Regions from separate parts of the Mus musculus genome. Here region 2 is linked to region 1. The links are chromatin contacts, called in public promoter capture Hi-C maps. All regions are on one chromosome and are shown on one strand. Each heading gives the region's core, a stretch centred on a gene start, on an enhancer-like site or on the middle of the called end of the contact. The rest is flanking DNA. Distances are from core to core; before and after follow the strand shown.

Region 1 (3,728 bases), core at 606-3,105:
AGCAAGAAGATCCTGCCCTACCTGCACTGGTAGGCTGGGAACAACCTATTGAAGTCAGAAGTGTAACACACACCTAGAGGTCAGGTGCCATGATTCCACTTAGGAAATAGTGAGACTCCTCCACAGAACTGAGAGTATCCAAAGCCTTTGATTATTATCAACTTAATAAACAAAGACTAATTCTGTGAATTAAAGGAATCATTCCACTTGGGGCACTCTTATAATCTATTAGCATGACACACACCACAACCGCTGTGTAAGCTGTGTGGAGAACAGGTATTTCACTATTAATCGAAAAGTTATGAGAGGAATAAAGGAAAGAAGTCAGATCAGAACACTGAGCAGGACGGTTTAACCCTCCTTTGAGGTAACTCAGTATATTTTATTTTAAACAGTGAAGCACAAAGCCTGGAGCACACAGTGTTCAGCTCAGGTGTCACCTCCAGCTCAAGTCCAGAGAGGAATCTTGTGTTTTACATGCAAACCTTAAGATACCACTAGCAGCTACTCAAGCTGAGCCCATAGCCCTTGGAAGTGCAAACACCTCCAGATCAGAAATAATGTTAGGCTGAATTTCCAAAGTCAATTTCCTTCAGTACTGGAGCTAGACCAGCTATCTAACCATACCCCACCAACAACTTTCCCAGACCTTTCTCAGGACATACTTCCAAAGTTCCTTTGCTCAATAAAAATGGCGCTGCTTTCTCCATCCCAATGCTGTTTATTTCAGTAATCCTGAGGCCCTTTAAACAATCAAATTCGACTGGCCTCATTTAAATGCCAGCCTTCCCTAGTGTCAAAAGCTTCTCTGGGGGTAGGGTGAGGGGGTAGGATGGCTGCTCCTATCCACAGCTGCAACTTTTTCACCAGAAACCCTAGCATCGTGAAGTCACGTTGACTTCTCTTCATAACCTGTCTTCCCCCAAACTGTTGCCTCTCCGTCTATTGAGCCACACTTCAATGCAAACTGTCCCCAAGTGCAGAAGAGCTTAAGCCTCGTCCATCCACGCCGTGTCCTGGGCACTCGGCACCCAAACCATTCTTAGTCTCCCGATAACCCGCAGCAGTGCCAGGTCCACCGGTCCCGGGACTCCCGGGTCCGACGCCCGGTGGCCCGGCAGCGACAGCATGCACGCGCGCACGTCTGTCTAGCCCTCCCCGGCGGGCTGTCGCCGAGCCTCCGCCCGCGCCCACCCCCGCCCGGGCGGCGATGGGAGGCTGGGTGGGCACAGAGGCACCAGCCGGAGCGACAGCCGAGGGGACAAGGCCAGCCGCGCGCCCCCGCCCCGCCGGGCGCCGGGCACGGCGGTCCCGGCCCCAGCCCCCACCCTGCTCCCGCCCGGGTGGCACCGCGGCCGGCAGAGGCGGCCAGGGCACGACGCCCCGGACGCCGGTACCTGATCGATGGGCAGTTGCACGGCGTTGCTGAGGGGCTGCAGCAGGGTGGAGCCCGTGGTGCTGGTGGTGGCCATGGCCGGGCCTCGGCGCTGCGTCCGCTCGCTCCGGCCAGGCGCCGCTTGCTTGCTTGCTCGCTCTGTGCCGAGCTACGCCGAGGATGGGGATGCAGCGGCGCGCCCGCCCCTCGGCCGCCCGCGGTCGGAGCAGCCGCGCGGGGAGGGGCAGTGGGCGGAGTTAGTGGCCCCGCCCACTGCTGGGCGCCCCGCCCACCCAGCCGCGCGGCCCCCTCACGCCGCCGGGCGGCCCGATTTCCAGCAGCTTCCAGAGCCCCCTCCCCACCTCGCGCACTCGTGCGCCAGACAGCTCCGCGGTCCAATGGCGTCGCGGCGCCCCGACTCCCACAGCCAATCAGAGGACGCTGGCCTCGCCGCGCCCCTCCTCCGTGCTGAGGACCCCAGCGAGGGGCTGAGGCTCGACCATGGCTGTCGCCCGAGGGCGACCGAGAGTCAGGCTAGCTGGTGGGGGCGTGTGAGGGCGGCTTTGCCTCCGCCTCTGCTCACTTCCTTTCTCAGGAATGGTGGGCGCCGTCCCCACCCCTCACTGGCAGTGACGGTGGACAACAAAGGGGCTCGGGGTGGCGGCCAGACAAAGAGTTGCAGCGCCGGGGGAAGTTGGGAACAAAGGTAGGGGGCTGGGAGCTTCAGGGAGACGCGCTACAAGAACCCCAAAGCAGAAAGTGCCTTTGTCTCCTGGGCTGCCCAAACTTGCGGAAAGCCGGGTGGTCCTACCTCACCCGCCGCCCACCTGGGCCTGATCGGCCGCGCTGGGACGATGCCCTCACCGCGCATCCAGCTGAGAGGGAAACAGGTCGGACCTGGGCAGCGCCCGAGGGAAAGCCTGGGTAGCCAGCGGCCGGCATGTAAAGGCCCCGCCTCCTCAAAGGAAAGGCTGCTGGTAAGCATCCCTTCGTGCCTGCGAGCCTCTCTGCCAGATGTGAATTCTGCTGTGTCCACACCTCCATTCCAGGAGGGCAGTTAGTGTGTCAGCCCTACAAATGTGATCTCTTACCCTTTAAACTAGCCATGGGAACACCTGGAAAATGCCAGCATCGTCCTCTCAAAATCCAAGGATTTGGAAACTAATATTTAAAGGGGGGCGGGGGTTTAAATGTGCTGCTAACACTGCTTTTAAAGGTAGACTTATGTGAGTCCCCACAACAACCATGTGAGGCAGGTATTGTAACCACCCTCAATCTAGCAAGGAAATTGAATTCCAGAAAAATTACATAACTTAACCAAGAGCTAAATAACAGTGTGTGGGGGGGGGGGGGGCCTGAGATCCAACTAATTTAGCCCCAGTTTTGACCTCTTAAAGACAAGGCCCTCTTCATTCTCAGGTTTAACACCCACTCCAGAATAGCCATCAACTACTAGGTACAGCACTTCCTCAAGGACCACTCTAGAGGCTTCAGTAGTAAGAGCGGGCAAGTAGTGCTTCAGGAAACCTGGCTGTGGACTCAGCTCTCTCTGAAAAGGGGGTTATTGAATTTAGTTGGGATAGTCTCTTGCTGCTAATATTCTCTGGGTGAACAGCTGAGTCCTAGTAAGGTAGTCTTTTAGAGGATGGGGAGAAAATAATTGAGATCTTTCACTCTTAATATTGTGTTCCAACTAGCTGGGACCAATTAGAAATCAAACCTGTCCAATAATCTACTTCCTAAAATAGTCCCAAGTCTGGACCTCTCTATTAATATAACCTTGGATCGAGGACCTCTTTGTCTCTGTCTCCTCCCCCCCCCCCCTTTAGGGACGTGTTGAGAAAGTGTACAGGTGGCTGAACATATAAACTGAAGGGAAAAATTAAAATACCATTTTAAAACCTTAAAAAGTGGGTGTTAGAAACATATTGCAACCTAAAGTAGGCAGCATAAGATACAATCCTAGAACAAATACTGTCTACCAAAGGAATTCTGTGAGGCCAGATTATTCTTTTAGAAAAAGACAGAACATAGTTTTTATTGAGGGTGACTCCTTTAATAGAGACCTGACTCTGGTGTTAACCTGTCATCCCCTGGCCTTATTGCTTGGTGGGACAATCAGGTCACTTTAGGGTGATGTCATGGGATGAACTGTCTGCTAGGCTCTGTGTTCCTGGAGTCAGTAATGCCTATGGAGGATTAGGACTAGGACTGGAGACAGTCGGACACTTTTTAGGAGGTCTGGAACGAGACGTTGTAAAAGTTGACAGTTTATTGTGCCTTCAGCCTTGAGTGGAGATGAAGTAATTGTTGCCCGTTTTTAGATATTCTCTGAATGATTAGCATCCTTTCC
Region 2 (3,728 bases), core at 778-3,277, 1.6 Mb before region 1:
CCTGCTGTGAGTTTCTGAGTGCAGTGGTCCTATGATGTCCAGAAGACTCTGTTCCGCTCCCAGCTGCAGTCTCACAGACTTTTAAATCTCTGTTCATTGCTCTGAGCCTGTGAGTTGGGATAAAGATCTGTGACCAAGAACCACACAGACACTTGCTCACTTTGAGAAGTTGTGATTTCTGATTAACCGCCACTCGCTGCACAACCGCTCTTGGATGAGGTCTTTTAACTGATCTTTTTAGGCAAATCATGTTTAACATGATTTTTTGATATGATTGCCTAGGAGCTCTAATACCAATGGATAGCTATTTTCAATTCATTGATTTCTTTTCCTTTTTGATTTTCCTGTTTGTATATTTATGGTATTAGCAGGTTTTGATTAGCCAATTGATCATACCTTATCAAACTAAATGAAGCTGGCATCTTAGGTCTCTACCCTAATGTGCCATTCCTGTCCCCAGCAGTGCCGAGTCACAGTGTCCTGCAGTCCCTGTCTGTGAAGGTGGCAAGAACTTAAGTCACACAAGGCTCAGAGAGATACCTTGTGAGGTTGGGCTATTTTAAAGACAGGGTTTTGAGAATTGACCTTTTAGACTGTAAGAGACCCTAGAGATGCCCCCGTTCTTCTGGTTTTGAGCCTAACATTGTTGCATCAGAATAGCTCTTGCACCTTTACATCGGTGAGATGTTTAAAAGGTTTTATTCACTCATTACTCTTTGCTCTGTTAAGTGGGCAGTAATTATCTCTGTACTCGTTATGTGGATAGTTTCATCTTCGGTCATCTGTGGGATTGGCTATATAACTGATTTAGAGCCATTAGACAAGCAGAGAGCCTGGGAGAAATGTGATTCATGGCCTTTATGGGACTGGCCCACCAACTCTATCAGTTCAATTGTAGTTTTTAAACAAGAACTTAAAAGGTCAGATTATGATCGTAGGAACGTTCCAAAGATGCAAGACCATTGGTGCATGCCAGAAACGACTGATGGCCTATGTGAGAGATCTGAGGGAGTATATTTTAAACTAAAGGACATTTATTTATGTATCCATTTATCGGATGTGCGTGTATGTGTGTGAGATTGGAATCAAACCCAGTTCATCAGGCTTCTGGGCAGATAGCTTTTACCAGCTGTGCCCTCTCACTGGCCCTGAGATCTGGTTTTGATGGTGGCATAATGATATGGTCCTGTGAAATAACTTGCCACATTAACGCGAAAACTTTAAAACACCCAGTCTTACATTATGTGTGTACCACGAATAGAATACATTATAAATGCACAAGCCAGACAGTACAGGATCTCGCGGTATCGGGTGCTTCTCCTTCCTGCCCAGGCCTTCAGTCTTTGGATACAGAACCATCAACTCCTTCATTGGAATCTTCTCCTTGTTAGAGTCCCCATCTCTCCCAGCACACATATGTTTTGAATAAAATCATAATACATCTTGCTCTTTGGAGAAATTTTTCCTTGCTCAGCACATACAAACCCACCTCATTCCCTTTTAAGATGTGTCGCCAAGGGAACTGTTCTCTGTGTTTTTTAAAGTCACAATGTGTTTTATTGTCGTACGACTCTAAGTAAATTAGTTTTTCTAATGTAACGTCCCGACAGCAACAAGATTCTTATTTTGGGCCTGCGTCTGCATCCAGTTGGGTAAATCAATTGGTTCTTTGTAAGCGGCTTGAAGCTTGAGACTCAGTTTCGTTTTTATGAGTGATTTCTTTCAATTGGCAAGGATGGCAGGCTAACCAGAGAGAGGCCTTTCATCTCAGCAAGAGAATTAAAAAAAAATTAATTGATATCCAATGAGCCAATGCGTGTGCTTCGTGCCTGCCTTGAGAAATGCTTCAGTTGCCTAATTTACCGCAGAGAAGGAAAATGTTAAATAGGTCCCTTCAAGACAACAGGAAAGGGATTGCTGAGGAGCGCTGGGTGGCTTCTCCATGGACAAGACTCTCAGTATAGCATGCATACAAACAGAGAGGTGCTTTATTGAAGCCAGACAAGACCCCCATTCATACTCAACTCCAGCAGCTCACACGTGTGGAAACCTCTGCTCTCAGCCACTGTGAGAACCTCCCTGCCTGCCACTGCTCTGGGCTTTGGAATCCAGACTTTCAGGACCAATGGCACGGAGGAGAAGACAGTCCTGGGACTGTTTGGGGAATGGGAAGATCTGGGGAGAAGCAGCCAGGTCCCTTTGGGTCCCTTTTGTTGTGTGCCTGTGCAACGAGACATGGGTCTTTCTTCTTACACTTGCTTTGTAGTGATAGCCAGAAACAGGTGAGCAGAGGCTTAATGTCAATATACCATGTGTGTGTGTGGGGGGGGGGCAGTAAAAAGGAGAGAAAGAAAGCCCTGTTTGTGGAGCCAAGAGTACAGGGAATTAGGCCCTTCCTGTGGGGTTTTAAATCATAGTTTGTGGTATGTTATACATGGCGTATGTGACCCTTTTCAGAGAAAAAAAGTAAGTAGTGGCTGAAGTTTACCGTGCCAGGGATTGTTAACCTCTGAAAATCTAAGGCTGTACAGAATTCTCAAGAGGAGCAAAGGGAAAATGTCTTCATTTTTCTCTGGTGTCCTCTAGAAGAACTGTGTCTTCAGTCCTGCTCACGAGTGGAATGCTATTATACAAATGTTTGGCACGTTGTCTTTATTCCCAGGTGTGTCTTAGACAGCGTTCCATCCCAGCAGATGAAGGGCCATCGCTTTGTCTCTCATGAGGATGGCGTCATGTTATTGATTCAGCTTGCTATCCTCAGTTCTATCTTCTAGTGTTTATTCCTGCAATGGCTCCCAAAGCTGATATATCGCCGGTCAGTGTTGATCCTCCTGTGTGAGGGCTCCCCGGTGTTGCCCCATCCCCTGACTTCCTAAAGGACACTGGGCATAGCTTTAGCCTCACTGATTGCTATTGGTACCCTGTGCTTTGTGTCTCTGTGAGTTGGCATTAGATAGTGAGGCATCCCTGCAGACTTCTGTTGTCCTTTCCTCTGATTAGTTCTTGTCTGTCTCCCGATGATATCACAGACACATAGAGTTGTTCTGTCTGCCCCAGAGCAGCTTAGGGACCTCAGGCTTGCCACCTGCCTTCATCCTCTCAGGTGCTTTGCCACTCACAGTCCAGGTGCTCCACTGATCAAAATGAAAACCTGAAAGCATCTTTGGCCTTTTCTCCTCTCTTTCCTTTCCCTCCTCCTCCTTTCTCCTTCTCCTCCCCTCTTCTTTCTGACTCTCTTTTCAAAGATACAAGGTCCTTCTTCGTTTCCTTCCCTCCCCTCTCCTCTCCCTTCGATTCCCCTCCTTTATCCTTTAACTTCCCCCTTCTCTCCCTCCTCTCTCCTCTTTCCTTTCTCCCCTTCTCTCCCCTACTCAAGATCCTTTCTCTTCCCTTCTCTTCCTTCCCTACCGCATCTCCCCCGATCTCCTCTCCCCCTTTTCCTCTGCAGTCTGTTGCTCCTGAAACTCACTTCACAACACATCAGTCTCCTCTCACCACAGCTGCTAGGACTCCCCTGAGTCTCCCACACCCACCTTGCTGAGCTGGTTCCTTCTCAGCCTTCTCTACGCCCTGCTTCCATTTCAGTCAGTCTGCTACCATCCCTCAGAGATCATGAGAGACCTCTCTAAGTAACAGCACCTCCCCCACAATTCGAGGCTTTACTTTAGTGTATCACTTGTGACTCACAAGTGTGCATACGCATGGGTGTGCATGTATATGTGGGCAGA

The links. Promoter capture Hi-C pulls out the DNA fragments that hold promoters and counts their contacts.
Region 2: a promoter capture Hi-C map of cranial neural crest shows a contact between it and region 1. The contact joins the enhancer-like site here to the promoter of 2900060N12Rik in region 1. A contact is called at or near these places in 4 of 39 promoter capture datasets (cranial neural crest, hippocampal neurons, maxillary cranial neural crest and 1 more), 1 of 484 Hi-C or Micro-C datasets (Sertoli cells) and 1 of 115 datasets of contacts at active chromatin or transcription factors (astrocytes).

What each region holds. Positions count from the first base shown.
Region 1 is chr12:24,829,444-24,833,171 of GRCm38.p6, reverse strand. It overlaps 2900060N12Rik (RIKEN cDNA 2900060N12 gene), which reads left to right and starts at 1,855. Exons shown (of 3, transcript NR_166876.1): 1 at 1,855-2,352. It overlaps Mboat2 (membrane bound O-acyltransferase domain containing 2), which reads right to left and starts at 1,573. Exons shown (of 13, transcript NM_026037.3): 1 at 1,398-1,573. The coding sequence starts at 1,472.
Region 2 is chr12:26,393,345-26,397,072 of GRCm38.p6, reverse strand. The region is part of intron 2 of Rnf144a (ring finger protein 144A); the gene reads left to right. Among named protein-coding and RNA genes, the nearest start is that of Mir6538, 20 kb to the left of the region's middle. Within about 2 kb of position 2,027, at least 52 of the 459 cell types and tissues checked have an H3K27ac peak or open chromatin away from gene starts, as enhancers often do. A contact at or near this core is called in Sertoli cells, where this site is marked.